Regions from separate parts of the Mus musculus genome. Here regions 2, 3, 4 and 5 are each linked to region 1. The links are chromatin contacts, called in public Hi-C, Micro-C and promoter capture Hi-C maps. All regions are on one chromosome and are shown on one strand. Each heading gives the region's core, a stretch centred on a gene start, on an enhancer-like site or on the middle of the called end of the contact. The rest is flanking DNA. Distances are from core to core; before and after follow the strand shown.

Region 1 (2,700 bases), core at 126-2,625:
GTTTGTGAATTTGGAAGCAAATTCTTTTTGGACCTTCAGCTGGGACTCCAACCCTGGCTGATACCTTGATTGAAGTCTTGTGGGACACTCAGATGTAAACAGGACTTGCTAAGTCATGCCTAGATCCGTTGTTTATTTATTGTTTTTCAAAACAGAGTTTCTGTGTAACAGCCCTGGCTGTTCTGGAACTAACTTTGTAGACCAGGCTAGCCTTGAACTCACAGAGATAAGCCTGCCTCTGCCTCCCTAGTGCTGGGATTAAAGTCCTGTGCCACCACCACCCAGTCAGGTTTAGATTCTTAATCAAAGAAAATGTGGGCTGTTTTGTAATAAGCTGCAAAGTCTGTGAGAACTTTTTTCGTGGTGAAATATAACCAATTAGCACACTCCTCCCATTTCTGGTTTAGAGCCCATCTACCCACTAATTCAGCCGCTTAACATCTCTCCCATTACTTCACAACTATTTGCTTGTTTTCCTGACAATGTGAGCCCTTCCACAGTATAGCCCTGGCTGTCCTGGAACCCTCAGTCATTCCTCAGCCTCCCAAGGGCTAGAATTACAGGCTGCACCAGCAGCAGCAGCTGGCTATTACCCACTAGTTTTCTGTGATGATCCTTATCCAGCCTTGGGAGCCACTAGCTCTTCACCATCTGAGACATTTCTTTGGAAAAAATGTATCCTGTTCTTAAAATAGCTATACTCAGCCTTTCTGATTTAAACAACATGTGGTAGACACTTTTAACTCCAGCATCTGCGAGGCTGAAGCAGGAGGATAGTCATCAGTTCCAAGCTATACTGAGTTACACAGTGAGTTTTGGGTCAGCTTGCCTACAGTGTACCCGGCTAAATACATGGACAAATCTTAAGTGTACAATTTGCTAAGTCTGCCTAAGTAAACCCATCTGTCCGTCTGTGTATGTGGCCACCGCCAAGATGAAGACCTCCATTTTCATTTGTGGGATCTTCCTGTTTACTAACCTAAGAAGTAACCACCATCAAAAGCCATAACTACACATTTTTAACTGTTTTAGAGCGTTCGGTAAGTGAACTATACGAGCTCATCTGCCTTCCTCTGCTCTCTCAACGTCACATTTGTGATTTTGACTCGTTCAAACTTCTCTGGATTAAATTTGAAAACTGGTAACTGAGTAGGGTGGAAGCCTGGATTTCTGAGAGCTTCCCAAACTGGATTGCCTTAACCCAGGAGGGTGGCCACCAAGAGGGAGTGGTCAGGGTCAAATTCCTGCGCCTCCAGGGGGCGGGGTCGTCTCTGTGGGGCGTGGCCGTGGCATTCCCCACCTCCACAGTTGGCGCCGGGGGCGGGGCCAGGCAGAGCAGGTTGGCTTCCTTTCTGCGCCTACGGAATCGCAGTTTGACCCCGGAAGTGCTGGATCTGTGGAAGCTGTGGTGTTTTGCAGCTGAACATCTCGGGTGTGGAGCCGGGGAGGTAAGTACGTGCCGGGGCCCCACCGGTGGTGCTCGGGAGGAGCCAGGACCGTGCTTCGGGCGCCCTCGGCACCCTCCAGCCCACGGGCTTCGCGGCGGAGCCAGGCTTACACTGCCCCAGCCGCTGTGATTCCCCCCACTTGGAGAACCAGAGCCTGGAGTTCCGGTTCATTTTAAGGCTTGGTCCTAGAGAGACCTGGGACGATCCCCGGTCCCCACCACCTTCTCCCAAGCTTCAGTTTCCTCCATGTTCATTCATTTGTTCAGCATGTATTTGTTGATCGACAGCCACGTGCCTAGTACAGACCTAGGCGCAGAGGGTACAAAGAGCAGGACAGACGAGGCTCTGCTCTCGTGAAGCTTACAGTCTAGAGGAAGGAGACAGTTACACATTAAAGATATGACAGTGAGTAACAAGGAGAGAGACTACAGGGAGAAGACCAGAGAAGGTTTTCTGATAGAGAAACTAAAGCAACAGTAGCTCCGAGATGCTCTCTGGCATATTACAACTGTTGATTATATCACGACCCTCCACCCGTCCACCCGGAAACAGTTAACTATTGATTGGCCTCTGCTGCTTTGCCCAGCATAGACTGTAGAGTGGTGCACACCGGTCCTGGTCCTTTTAAAACTCAAAGTCTAGTGCCTGCGTACATAGTTGGGACTGAAGCATCTAGAGTCAGATGTGATGACACATACTTGTAATCTCAGCACTCAGGAGGTTGAGTCAGAAAGATTGGTTCAAAAACAGCTTAGGCTACATGAGACCCTGTCTACGATGTAACAAAATTAATTAATTAATTGATTCATATATATATATATGTATATATATATGAATGAATGCGAGGAAAGAGTGGTGTGTGATGTTGCATATAGTAGTGTATACCAGCACTCAGGACACTGAGGCAGGAGATTGCTACAGTTAAGAGCCAGTTTATATGGCAAGACCTTGTTTCCTAGTATTTGAAAACAAAATTATGTTAATGCCAAGAAAAGCACTTAGAAGAGCACTCAGTATCTAACAAACATGCTGCTCTTGTCTTATCAATATGTCTTATATTGCCAGGGCTGGGCCAGACATATTGACTTGTCAATATGTTTTATATCACCTGGTAAGAAATAGCTGGTCATATCCTCAGCTTGTCTGTGAGGACATAGTGACTTCCTCCTCCTAGCCTTGATGTATTCATGTGTGTCATATGCTCTTTTGCTGGCATGCCTTTTGAAAGGGTTCGTTGATCTCCATTGCATGG
Region 2 (2,700 bases), core at 129-2,628, 400 kb before region 1:
AGCTTCCCTCTGTCTCCTTATCACAGTGAGAGCTTGAGTGTAGGGGTATAGGGACTGTCCCAGGATGACATCACGGATATGAAATGCAGAAGGATCCCTGACCAGGGCCCTAGGGAACAGCACCCTGGAGTGGGCAGAGGTAAGAAATTCAGTAGGAGGAAATGAAGACTTCAGAAGGATCTAGTCTAGACTGTACTGGGGAGTTGCTAACAAGGGGGACACTCTGCTAGGTGCAGAGAATATGTGGATGGGGGCACAGTCGCCTCCTGGATAGGGAGTGGGGGGGTTGTTGAATGAATATATGAGGGCCAACAGCAGGTACAGCCTAAGGATGCTCATTCTAGCTTGGCAGATGTGCTGTGGCTTCCAAGCATGGCCTGTGGATCTGGCTCAGCCTGGGCCTCAGTCCCTCAGTGCGGAGAAGCAGAAGACCCACCCATGATGGATCGCTATCTTTCAGAGAAAGTGAAACCTTGTGTCCAACTGTCGCAGCTCCCCCACCCCTCCCTCCAGCTTCCCCTCTGAGCTCACAGCTTCCCGGTCTCCCCCGCCCCCTCCATCCCATCCCCTGAAAACCAGTACTTGGAATTCAAGCCTAGTCTTTTCTTTTTTCTTCAAAGGCTTTTTTGCCTTTTATGTCCATGTTGGCAGTGACCTTGAGGGGTGAACCAAGGAGTGCTTTTCTCTCTCGCTTTCTCAGGTGGGGCTCAAAGTAGCTGAGTGACTTGCCTCAGACAACACAGCGACACAGCGTGTCACAAGCTTTGAACCCGTTCTCTAATTTCTCTTGCTCCAAGGGTCCTAAAGGACCCTGTCTACAGAGAGAGGATCTGGGATTGGGAAGGCTGGGCGAGGACAGTTAATAGAGACAATGGAAATGAGTTGGGCTAGAAGATGCTGACCTGGGATTAGAGGCACAATCTTTGGGGCCCAAGTCTGGCTCTGTGCCCAGAGCCTGGTGGTTTCCGCTCACAGATGTCCCGACAGCCCAAGCGAGAGGGTGGGAAGGGCACTCAACAAGGAAGATGTCTGGCTCCCTTTAGCCCTAAACCTTCGTGTCCTAGGAGGTTGGTAGTTTCTGGACCAGGGGTGGCCTCCCTTGCAAGTCGTGCTCTGACCCCTGGACTGATCCCTGAAGATGATACGGACCCCCGTGCTGCCCGCTCACCCCAAGAAGGCTGAGGCTGCGGTTTACATCATCCTTGGGCGTGGGGCTGACCTCGAAGAACGAATTCGAAGAAAACGGGAGGAGGAGCGGGCATGTCATGGCGCATGGCGCCCATTGGCCGCCTGGGGAGACTTTGGTTTTTGGGGTCATGTTCCCAGAAGGCCTGCCCTTCCCCCTCCCCCTCCCCACCCACCTCACGAGATGTTGGCCAATCGCCCCGTCGGGCATAAAGTGGCTGCCAGCCTGCAGGACACCCAGCCAAGCTGTGTCACCCCTGAGAGGCACGGGCCAGAGTACCAGGACCCAGTATGCAGACACGGCTTCTAAGAACACTGCTCAGTAAGTACTTCCTTCCTTTCTACCATCCCAGGGCGCAGCTGGGCCAACTGGCTGCTGTAGGCACCCTCTGCCCTTGGGAGCTGTAGATCAAGTGAAGGATGTGGACGAGAGGGAGAACTAGTAGGGCAGGGATCCACTGAGACCCCAGCATAGCCACAGGTGGAAACGTAGTATTTCTGGAAGGTATTCCAGAGGGAGGCGTGAGAGAGACCATGCCGGGGACCAGGGCATGAGGGAAGAGGAGAAAGAGTGAGAAGAGTCTGGAGAAGCCCAAGGCAGGTAGGGGATGAGCAGAGAAGGAAGTTCCAGATCTGCGCGGAAATGGAGCAAGGGGCTCACTTCTTGCTCTGATTCAATTCTCGGGGTCTGGGGCAGATGCAAAGTCAGCCAAGCCAGAGGTCCTTAGATCATCCCGCCACTCATACAGCCACACCCACACGGGGACAGGCAAGCAGAGCCATCTATGTGGGAACAGGTCCTCCCTCTCAGTAAGGTAGGAAGTCTCACCTGCAGACCAGAACCCCCGGTGACCGGGGCAGGTACTGCAGTGCCTCACCTAGGTCTACGGGCACACCCCCACAGGCACTGGTCCATGTGCACCTGTTACAAGCTCGCTGTGGACCCTCACTGGCAGTGTAGCTGCAGACACGGGGGAAGATGGGGAGGGGACTTGTGGTTGGCACGCCTGGGCTACAGGCCCTCCCCAGGGGCGAGGGGGTGGGGTGGGGTGGGGCTGGTTGGTTTGTAGGAAGGGAAGGATGGTGTCGTAGCCTTCCGGGCCATTGCACCACAGGCCCCTTCCGACCACGTGGCTGCCGGTGCCTGTGAGGGTGGGGGCCTGCGAGCTGGAACTATGATCATCTGCCCTCACCCCTACAACCTTCTCCTGGGCTCCCAGCAGTCCTGGTGTGTGCGTGTGTTAGGGGTTCGTGTGTCGGTGGCAGGAAGGGCAGGGCGAGTGCTGAGCATGGGTGACCTGGACAGGCTTTCCTCTCGCATCTTGCTCACCTTTCAGCAGAATGGCCGTCAGCACTGGCTGGCCCAGTGAGTGGAGAGGTGCTTTTTCTGGCTCTGTGAAAAGAGCTTAGGTGACCTGCTGCCCTGGGGCTGCACCTCAGGACAGACCCCTGGTCAACTCTATTCTGCCTACAGGGAATGTTAAGGTCTATAAAGTAGTCAGGAACTTAACCTGT
Region 3 (2,700 bases), core at 11-2,510, 340 kb before region 1:
TCCCCGCGTGTGGAGCTTCACCGACTGACCCAGACTCTGGGAGGCAGGTGCCCTCGCCTCTTTTTCTGACCGAGAATCTGAGACTCAGCTGTTGTCTGTGTTTTCTCCACAATGGGTGGCTAGAGACCTGTTCTGTACCAGTGTCGGCTGACCTGTACAGTCTATGTGAGACAGACTGTCAGCTTTTTTTTTTTTAAGATTTATTTTATGTATGTGAGTACACTGTTGCTGTCTTCAGACTTCAGACACACCAGAAGAGGGTGCTGGATTCTATTGCAGATGGTTGTGAGCCACCATGTAGTTGCTGGGAATTGAACCCAGGTCCTCTGGAAGAGGAGTCAGTGCTCTTAACCACTGAGCCATCTCTCCAGCCTGACTGTCAGCTTTAAACAGAAGTTAGTCCTGTGCAAAGTCCTGGGCTCTGTGTGGTCATCAAAGGGTAGGTCATGTTGTTGTTTCACAGAGCCTCATAAGGCTCCTGGAGAGAAGAGCTACCAGGGATGTGTGAAAACCAGGGTACAGCTTGGTACGGTGCACATGGGACATACCAAGGGACTGTTTCATCTCTTGACAAATCCAACACAAACCCAGAAAGGCATCTGTGTTAGGAAGGATGGGTGTGCATGTGCGAGAGTGTGTTTTCATAAGTGTAAAGGTTCATGTGTGTTAAAGTGTGTGTGTGTGTGTATGTGTGTGTGTACACGTGTGCCTAAGAGTATGAGGGTAAATATTTGACAGGATCTTGTATAGCCTAGGCTACCCTTGGCTTTGGGATGACCTTGAACTTCCTATCCTCTGCCTCTGTCCTCTACCCCGTGGACTAGAGGCAAGTGCTACCGTGCCCAGATGTCTAGTTTGTGTTACACTGGAACTCCAATCTAGGGTTTTGTGTATGCCAGTGCATTCCCGTGGGAGGTGGGCCTCCAGCCCCAATTTTGGTTTTGTTTTGGTTTTTTTGCTTGTTTGTTTGTTTTGTCTTGTTTTACTGTGTAGCCCTGTCTGTCCGGAAACTATGTAGATCAGGCTAGCCTCGAAACTCTCAGAGATCCACCTGTCTCTGCCTCCCCAGTTCAGGGATTAAAGGTGTGCATCACCACGCCCTGCCCCCATAAATCTTTTAAAACACACTTATCTTTACAATCAATCAAGAGGCAGCAGGCAAGCATGCAGATGCAGATCCAGTCCTTAGTGGTAGCCACTCCCTCTTAGGCCCACAGCCTCATCAGGCCCAGCTTCCTGGGCCTGGTTGCTCTGGGCCCACAGCTGGCTCTGTACCTCAGGGAGTGGCCCTGTTCTATCCAGGGCAGATTAACTTCCCTGGGACCGGCTTTGTTTTGGCTCAAGAAGTAACAGCAGAGGCTGAGAGCTGAAAGCAGAGGCCTCTCCCTCCCACCCTGGGGCCTGGCTCTGTTGAAAACCTTTGATTTAGGCTTCTCAATTTGCTTTCCCTGGCTGGGTGTCCTGGGCAGAGGGGAAACACCTAGGACTTCAGCTATTTTGTCTGCTGCAATTTAGGAGAGGGATTTGATATCTAAGTGGAGGAGGTTCCAGCCGCAGCAACAGCAGCAGCGGCGGCGGGTCTAAGCTGTTTGTTTGTGGAGTACAGGGTGGGTGGGGTAAGGCTAGAACACTGTAATTGGAAGCAGGAGGCTAGAAGCTGACACTTCTGCAGATAAAAATTCTCTGCTGAGGGTCCGGCTTGTGTGATAGTGTGAGGGAGCCCGCTCTTGTGCGTGTGATCTGCCAAGGCAAGGCTGTGTTCGCTTAAATCTGGGTTTAAAACATTCTCCCTCTCTTCACCCTGGATTCTTTTTTCATTGACACATTTCTTCATTGACTCCTTAGGGATCATGAAGATCTTGCGTGTCAACTCTGAAGCCCTGCAGCACGTGCCTAGCCAGCTGCAAGACCTTTTCGGAGGAGCCACCAGCAGGCTTCCTGAAGGCCAGGCTGCAGCTCTCAGGTGTCTGCCATTGTCTCAGTCCCTGCCCCGGGTCTGCCACTTGGCACACAATAGGCCTTGTACATATTTGTCAGATGAGTGAAGAGTGAGGTCACTCACTACTGCTCCGGGTACACGGCCGAGCTAGACAGCCACAGTTCAGAGATCCTTTGAGTCTTTGAGCCAAAAGTATTTTGAGCCAATCCCAACTTCCCCCTGAATGCCATCCCCGGAACGATACTGAAGAGGTATACCAGGAAAGCCCTGTGATTATGTGAAGGTGGACATTATGTGTCTCCACAGGCCTGCAGCCAAGCTGAAAACAGTTCTCATGACTATGTCTCATCCCGGAAAGAAGATCCTTCATGGCATGGTCGCTTTCATCTCATCATGAGCTGAGTGTCCAATACTTACTGAGATGTGGTCCCCACGTTAAAGAACTTTAGAAATTGTAAGGCCGCGTGCACCCCTGCCCATACCTTGATGTTCCAACCCCCTTGGGTACCAAGAAGGACAGGAAGATAGAGAAAATGATGGTGACGTGGGAGGAGGAAGGAGCCCCTCACCCAGGCTTAAGCTCCTCACCAACTAAGGATCAAGAACTCCAGCACCATTAGCAACATTTGCTTAAGGTCATTCCCCCTTCCCAGCTAGAAGCCTACAATTTTCTAGGACTCTAACCAGAAGCCTCATTTACAGTAAAAGACACATTCTAAATCCCTTGTGCAACTCCAGTGGCTTCTGGTTTTTACCTTATC
Region 4 (2,700 bases), core at 180-2,679, 380 kb before region 1:
CCATGTAGAGATTCAAGCTCAGGGGGTTAGGCTTGCATATCAAGCACTTTACCCACAGAGCCATCTGCTAACCGCTGTCCCAGGTTGTTGTTGTTGTTATTACTGTTTTCTGAGACAGAGTTTCTCCTCTGGCTGTCCTGGAACTCACTCTGTAGACCAGGCTGGCCTTGAACACAGAGATCCACCTACCTGCCTCTGCTTCCTGAGTGCTGGGATTAAAGGTGTGCGCCACCGCCCAGCCCCAGTTTTAAAATGACTTTATGTGTGCAGTGTTTCACCTGGTCCTGGTGTCCTGGGCCCTACAGAGGTTAAAGGGGAGTACTGTTCACCAAGACATTTCTGCACTCCACCCCTTCATCCCAACTTTAGCGTGATTATTTTTCTCTTCAGTGAGAGACGAAGACCTTACAGGTGAAAAGATTGTGACCTCTGCCCTTATCTTACTCATAGGCCAAGCCTCAGTTTTGCCTCTGCACTGTGTGTTGTTGGAGCCCACTTCCCTAAAACAGGGTTTCCTGGGAAAAGTGTAGGACTAATATTGCTCTAGGCAGGTTTGAAAACTGTCAACAGTCCCTCCTTCTCTCCCTCTCTTTATACTTTACTCTCCTCCCCCCTTTCCCTTCCCTCCCTCCCTCCCTTCCTCCCTTCCTCCCTCTCTCCTTCTCTCAGTCCCTTCCTTAATCCCTTCTTGATTGCTTTTTTTTCTTTTTTCTTTTCTGTATCTCTCCTCTCTTAGTCCCTGTCCCCAACCATCTTCTGGCCGTCCATGGCAAGCCTGCCCAGGCAGTCTACAGAACTCCTTGTAGCACCAAGAAAAAGGTCACAGTCCACAGAGAATCAAGAGGCCCTCAGCAGCACAGGCAACAAAGTTCCTTGCTTCCCGGAGTATTCCCAAGGGCAGGGCTTGTCCAGGGAGGGACGAAGGTCCCACAGCAGGTGGGGCCCTGAAGCCTGGGGCTGATTGCAGATCAGAAGGGCCAGGTAGCTCCCCGGGTTATGAGGTGGGGGCTGGGACAGGGGCAGCTATAGGCCTGTGGCTCTTGGGACAGAGACAGAGGATGGTAGCTGTGCACACAGCCTGTGGCAGGTCTGAGTCAAAACACCTAAGGTTGACCCCAGCTGGTCATGAGGAGAGCTGCCCAGTCATTGCCTTATGCTGGCTTGGGTCACCCAGACAGGCTAGGCGCGGCCCAGTCAGCTGTGACTCAGGCCATAGTGGCTTTGCCACGCAGCCCAGGGGCATCAAGTACAGGGACGCCCCCTCCCCACACCCAGCCCTGCTTCTCCTTCTAACAACACCTTTCCCACCACCGTGTCAGGCTCCATCTGTGGTGTGGGTGCTCTACCTCTCTGGTCCTCAGCTTGGGGGTGGGGTGGAAGTGGGGGGAGCCTCAGGCCACCAACTTCAGACGGAAGTCAGGTGGGGGGCAGGGTGAGGAGCCAACGCCAGAGGAGCCTCAGGAGGAGAGGGAAGCAGAGGGGCCCAACAACGATGGTGTCACCCTGAAGACTGGACAACTGTGCAGACTGTGGAGGGCTGCGAGACCACGGTAGGATTCCCTTGAGGGGGCAGGGCGGAGGGGCACTGCTGCACCCCACACTTATCCCCAGGAGGGTAGATGGTCCATCAGTTGCTCCCCTGTGGATCAGGGGCACCTGCTGGCCCACACAACCCTCCAGCATTCGCTCTCCCTGTCTGTAATGGATGCATTGTAAGTCAGGCTTGGAAGTCTCTCTTGGAGGATGGCCAAGCAAAGCTGGAGAGACCAGCTGTGGAAGTGTCCCGTGGGTTAAAGTTCACAGGATGGGTAAAGGGCAGTGGAGAGAGCACATGGATTCCAGGCTTGCATTGTGCCATCGTGGTAGGGTCAGCCTGATTCTAAAGGCAGTCATGATTTCTGCATCCCCAGGGGACTCAAATCCCTTTTCTTTTTCTAGAGTTCTGAGCTTGCAGAGGCCTCATTTACCCTCCGGTAGATGGAGCAGTGGAGGGCCGTCCCTGTCCATTCAAAATGGGCTGCAGCAGTCCACGGGGACCATCATGGGTGCTCTGGGGAACTTGATCAGCCAAGGTCATTACTCCTCTGCCTTTGACCTTGGGCCAGATCGGAGCTTGGCCGGTCTTCGTCCCCCCCGCATCCGAGCTCCAGGACAGTGACAAAGAGAGAAAAACAAAAACCAAGTCTGTGCAAGAGCCCCCTGCGTTGGGTGCTTGGCATCCAAAATTCCAAGAGGCTCTTACCTCTAATTTGTCAGTGTTCCTCCAAACCTGCTAGGGGGCTGACAAAAGGAGGGGACATTGTTCCCAGGATCCTGTCCATGTCATGCCATGCCGGGACAGGACAGTAAGGGGAGCCTGGGACTAGTCTGTACAACCAAGTGGTTTAGTTTGCTTTGATTCTTGCCTCTTGCTGTGTGAATTTGGGCAGTTCATTTTCCTTCTCTGGGTCACCGTGGCCCCCTGCGAAGTTGACAGTCTGATCCCCACCTGGAAGAACTGTCAGGACAAGGTGGGAGCAGGTAGCAGGACCAGGAAAAGGCCACTGCCCCCTCCCCCAGAGCCATGGCAAGGCTGTGCCCCATTGACCACTGAATGTGGTTCTGGCACCTCCTTGTGGCCAGTCTTTTGGGCTACACCTTGCAGATATTAGGACAAAGCTCTGGAAGCCCCCAAGAGGAGCCTTCTTCCCTTGTGTTGGT
Region 5 (2,700 bases), core at 118-2,617, 420 kb before region 1:
CTTGTTTAAAGCCTCCAACCTGAAGCCGAGTGTCTGGGCCAAACAAGGGCCCTTTGGAGCATGCCCCATCCTGCCGTGAAATCAACCTGTGCTTGCTCGTTTCTGCTCAGCCTTGGGGTTTTCTTAAACCTTGATCACTGGGGTGTCTGCCAGTGCTTAGGGGCCTTCTTGGATCTGTAGCTAATTTAGATGTGTTCAGGCCAGTTGAGTTCTGCAAATGATGAGACGCTTTAAGAAAACTTCAACAGGGAGGTCTCTGGTTTGATACCCAGGGAACCTCAAATACTATGGCCTGTCCCCTCAGTGTCTGAGCCCTGGGCATTCTCACTTCAGGTACTTAGGGTTGTCCCTGGAATAAGATTCAGAATCTAGGGGTAAGGGCTGGAGAGATGGCTCAGCAGTTAAGAGCACTGACTGCTCTTCCGAAGGTCCCGAGTTCAAATCCCAGCAACCACGTGGTTCACAACCATCCGAAATGAGATCTGATACCCTCTTCTGGTGTGCCTGAAGACACAGTATACTTACATATAATAAATAAAATTTAAAAAAAGATTCAGAGTCCATAGTATGTTGCTTAGACAGGAGAGGAGGACCCTTTTTCGGTTCCTCCCCTCAGTGGGGAGCATTCTATTTCAGAAGTTGTTTGACTAAAAACTGCCACACCGGCCAGGTTTTGCTGGTCGAAACAACAACAAGATAGGGTTGCAGTACTATCAAACCAACCTTGGGCACCCCATTCTTAGGGATCTTTAGTCCTTACTGTCCTTGTCAGCTCTGCAGTCCCTGCCCCCTACCCCCGGCAATAAAAGGAAGATAGGCTCCAACTCAGCTGTTCCGCGGGTCTCCAGCCTAACCTCCCCACTCCGGAGATTTATGGACAGCTCTGGCCCCAACAGAGCTCCAGCCCGGCTTCCAGCCTTCCTACAGTCCAGACAGGGTTTTTCTGTGTAGTTCTAGCTGTCCTGGAAGTCACTCTGTAGACTAGTCTGGCCTCGAACTCACAGAGATCTGCCTGCCTCTGCCTCCCTAGTGCTGGGATTAAAGATACACACTTACCACCGCCAGGCTCTGCGTTTTAGTGGCTTTAACCATAAAGCCCACGTGCGAGCCTGGAGGATAGACAGGGAGGGGACCAGGAGCTTCCAGCACGTTCCCAAACCCAACACAGCGGGCGTCCAGCGGAAAGGGCGTGTCTGGGGCGTGTCCTTGAAGGACTCAGATGGGTGAGGGCTAGAAGAGTGGCTTTGGCAGAGTTTGAAGGCAGCCCGCAGCGCCCGGTAGGCAGGGCTCAGGAGGAGGCGTGGCCACTTCACAGTGGCTGTGGGGCGTGGCCGCCGAAGTGTGGATCCCTGGCTGGGCGGACCGGTAGCGGGCGGTGCTTCTTTAAGCCCGGCGCCACCGCATCGCCTCCTGCCTAGGTCTCGCTGGCGGCCAGGCCGGGGCTGCCGTATCTGCGATGGAACTTCACATCCTAGAGCACCGGGTGCGAGTACTGAGCATTGCCCGTCCGGGCCTCTGGCTCTACACCCACCCGCTCATCAAGCTGCTCTTCCTGCCCTGTCGCAGTCGGTGCGCACCCGGGTTCACGAGCGCAGGTCGGGCGGGTGGAGGCTCCTCTGCCCCTCTGGGCCAGGGGCGGAGGACTAGAGTCGCCGCGAAGCAGCGGGTACCGGGTGGGGACGCTAGCCACTCTGGCCATCATCCAGCCTGGGCCTTACCCTTTCTGCGACGCCGCCTATCCGGCCCGGAGGGCCCCGCTCCCAGGGCTTGTCAAGGTGCAAACTGCCTGGAGTAGGCAGTGTAGTGGGGGCATGTGTTCCTTGGCAGGCTGTAGCCCCTTTCTAGTCTCCTCACGTTAACTTTTGAGAGTTGTCCAGGGGGACCCAAAGCCTTCCACTTCTGTGGAATGGAGGGGAGATCCCAAATATGGGATCTAGACTCATTGATCCAAGGAAGAGAGTGAGGCCCGAGTGCGGGTCCGGAAGGCTCCTGGTGGGGGGTCCTTTAGTGCTGCTGGAGCAGACTTCATTTGCTGTCTCCATTCCATTCACTCTAGGCTGAAAGTCTTCCCACCCCTTCCCTCCTCCTAGGTGCAAGTTCTTCAGCCTGACTGAGACTCCGGAAGATTACACTCTCATGGTGGATGAGGAGGGCTTTAAAGGTCGGAACTGGTTCCTTGTTTGCCTCTAAGCAGTATTCTTACTAAGTTTAGGGATCCAGCTTCCCAGAGAGCTTAGACCCCAAAGGAATATAGGTCCGGGTTCAAACCTTCCATCACTCACTGAAGTACTGTGTGGGATGGAGTCGTGACCGTTTGACAAAATTTGTGAGAGTTTTATAAACGTAAAACCCACACGGAGCTGAATATGAGTCCCAGGCCAGCACAGGTGGCCATGGTGTCTCACAGTTTTAGGGGAAAATAAAGGGGTTCCTGCAGCTGTTTTACCCTGAACATTATTTCTTCTTGGACTTGTCTCCCCAGTGGAAAGCAGCCCCTCCCTTACTGGCTTGGGAAGCCTAGGCGGCTGAGAGTTAGGGAAGGAATGCAGGGGCAGGCAGCAAGCCCAGAGCAGGGTCCAGGGCCTCCTGGCTGAGTCTGAGTGAACAACAGCTACCCTGGCCCTTGTCCCTGTTCAGGACTGGGACCGGGGAAATGACTTCTGGCTTCCATGTCTGCCTGCTTGCCCCATCCTCTAAGGC

Evidence for each region. Promoter capture Hi-C pulls out the DNA fragments that hold promoters and counts their contacts. Hi-C and Micro-C count contacts between places; a contact is called where the count stands out from the background.
Region 2: a contact with region 1 is called in a promoter capture Hi-C map of embryonic stem cells, with 6 times the contacts expected there. The contact joins the promoter of Osm here to the promoter of Ascc2 in region 1. A contact is called at or near these places in 3 of 39 promoter capture datasets (embryonic stem cells, hematopoietic stem and progenitor cells and neural stem cells), 2 of 484 Hi-C or Micro-C datasets (the Ba/F3 cell line and CD4 T cells), 2 of 115 datasets of contacts at active chromatin or transcription factors (embryonic stem cells and memory CD8 T cells) and 1 of 9 other capture datasets (liver).
Region 3: a contact with region 1 is called in a Hi-C map of muscle stem cells, with 2.9 times the contacts expected there. The contact joins the enhancer-like site here to the promoter of Ascc2 in region 1. A contact is called at or near these places in 6 of 39 promoter capture datasets (cranial neural crest, hematopoietic stem and progenitor cells, hippocampal neurons and 2 more), 1 of 484 Hi-C or Micro-C datasets (muscle stem cells) and 1 of 115 datasets of contacts at active chromatin or transcription factors (embryonic stem cells).
Region 4: a promoter capture Hi-C map of the SN4741 cell line shows a contact between it and region 1, with 5 times the contacts expected there. The contact joins the promoter of Lif here to the promoter of Ascc2 in region 1. A contact is called at or near these places in 10 of 39 promoter capture datasets (the C10 cell line, the HPC-7 cell line, the SN4741 cell line and 6 more), 1 of 15 datasets of contacts at CTCF or cohesin (large pre-B cells), 5 of 484 Hi-C or Micro-C datasets (CD4 T cells, embryonic stem cells and epidermal suprabasal cells), 8 of 115 datasets of contacts at active chromatin or transcription factors (bone marrow-derived macrophages, embryonic stem cells, extraembryonic endoderm stem cells and 3 more) and 2 of 9 other capture datasets (adipose tissue and macrophages).
Region 5: a Micro-C map of embryonic stem cells shows a contact between it and region 1, with 4 times the contacts expected there. The contact joins the promoter of Castor1 here to the promoter of Ascc2 in region 1. A contact is called at or near these places in 5 of 39 promoter capture datasets (embryonic stem cells, hippocampal neurons, neural stem cells and 1 more), 1 of 15 datasets of contacts at CTCF or cohesin (large pre-B cells), 3 of 484 Hi-C or Micro-C datasets (the Ba/F3 cell line, embryonic stem cells and reprogramming fibroblasts), 5 of 115 datasets of contacts at active chromatin or transcription factors (bone marrow-derived macrophages, embryonic stem cells and memory CD8 T cells) and 3 of 9 other capture datasets (adipose tissue, embryonic stem cells and liver).

The regions. Positions count from the first base shown.
Region 1 is chr11:4,636,375-4,639,074 of GRCm38.p6, forward strand. It overlaps Ascc2 (activating signal cointegrator 1 complex subunit 2), which reads left to right and starts at 1,376. Exons shown (of 20, transcript NM_029291.2): 1 at 1,376-1,448.
Region 2 is chr11:4,235,407-4,238,106 of GRCm38.p6, forward strand. Osm (oncostatin M) reads left to right here and starts at 1,379. Exons shown (of 3, transcript NM_001013365.2): 1 at 1,379-1,507. The coding sequence starts at 1,477.
Region 3 is chr11:4,301,226-4,303,925 of GRCm38.p6, forward strand. Gm11958 (predicted gene 11958) reads left to right here. Exons shown (of 4, transcript NR_166831.1): 3 at 1,846-1,963; 4 at 2,246-2,700. Among named protein-coding and RNA genes, the nearest start is that of Gm11958, 17 kb to the left of the region's middle. Within about 2 kb of position 1,261, at least 121 of the 459 cell types and tissues checked have an H3K27ac peak or open chromatin away from gene starts, as enhancers often do. A contact at or near this core is called in embryonic stem cells and muscle stem cells, where this site is marked.
Region 4 is chr11:4,256,139-4,258,838 of GRCm38.p6, forward strand. Lif (leukemia inhibitory factor) reads left to right here and starts at 1,430. Exons shown (of 4, transcript NM_008501.2): 1 at 1,430-1,550.
Region 5 is chr11:4,216,858-4,219,557 of GRCm38.p6, forward strand. It overlaps Castor1 (cytosolic arginine sensor for mTORC1 subunit 1), which reads left to right and starts at 1,368. Exons shown (of 9, transcript NM_028022.2): 1 at 1,368-1,569; 2 at 2,091-2,161. The coding sequence starts at 1,457.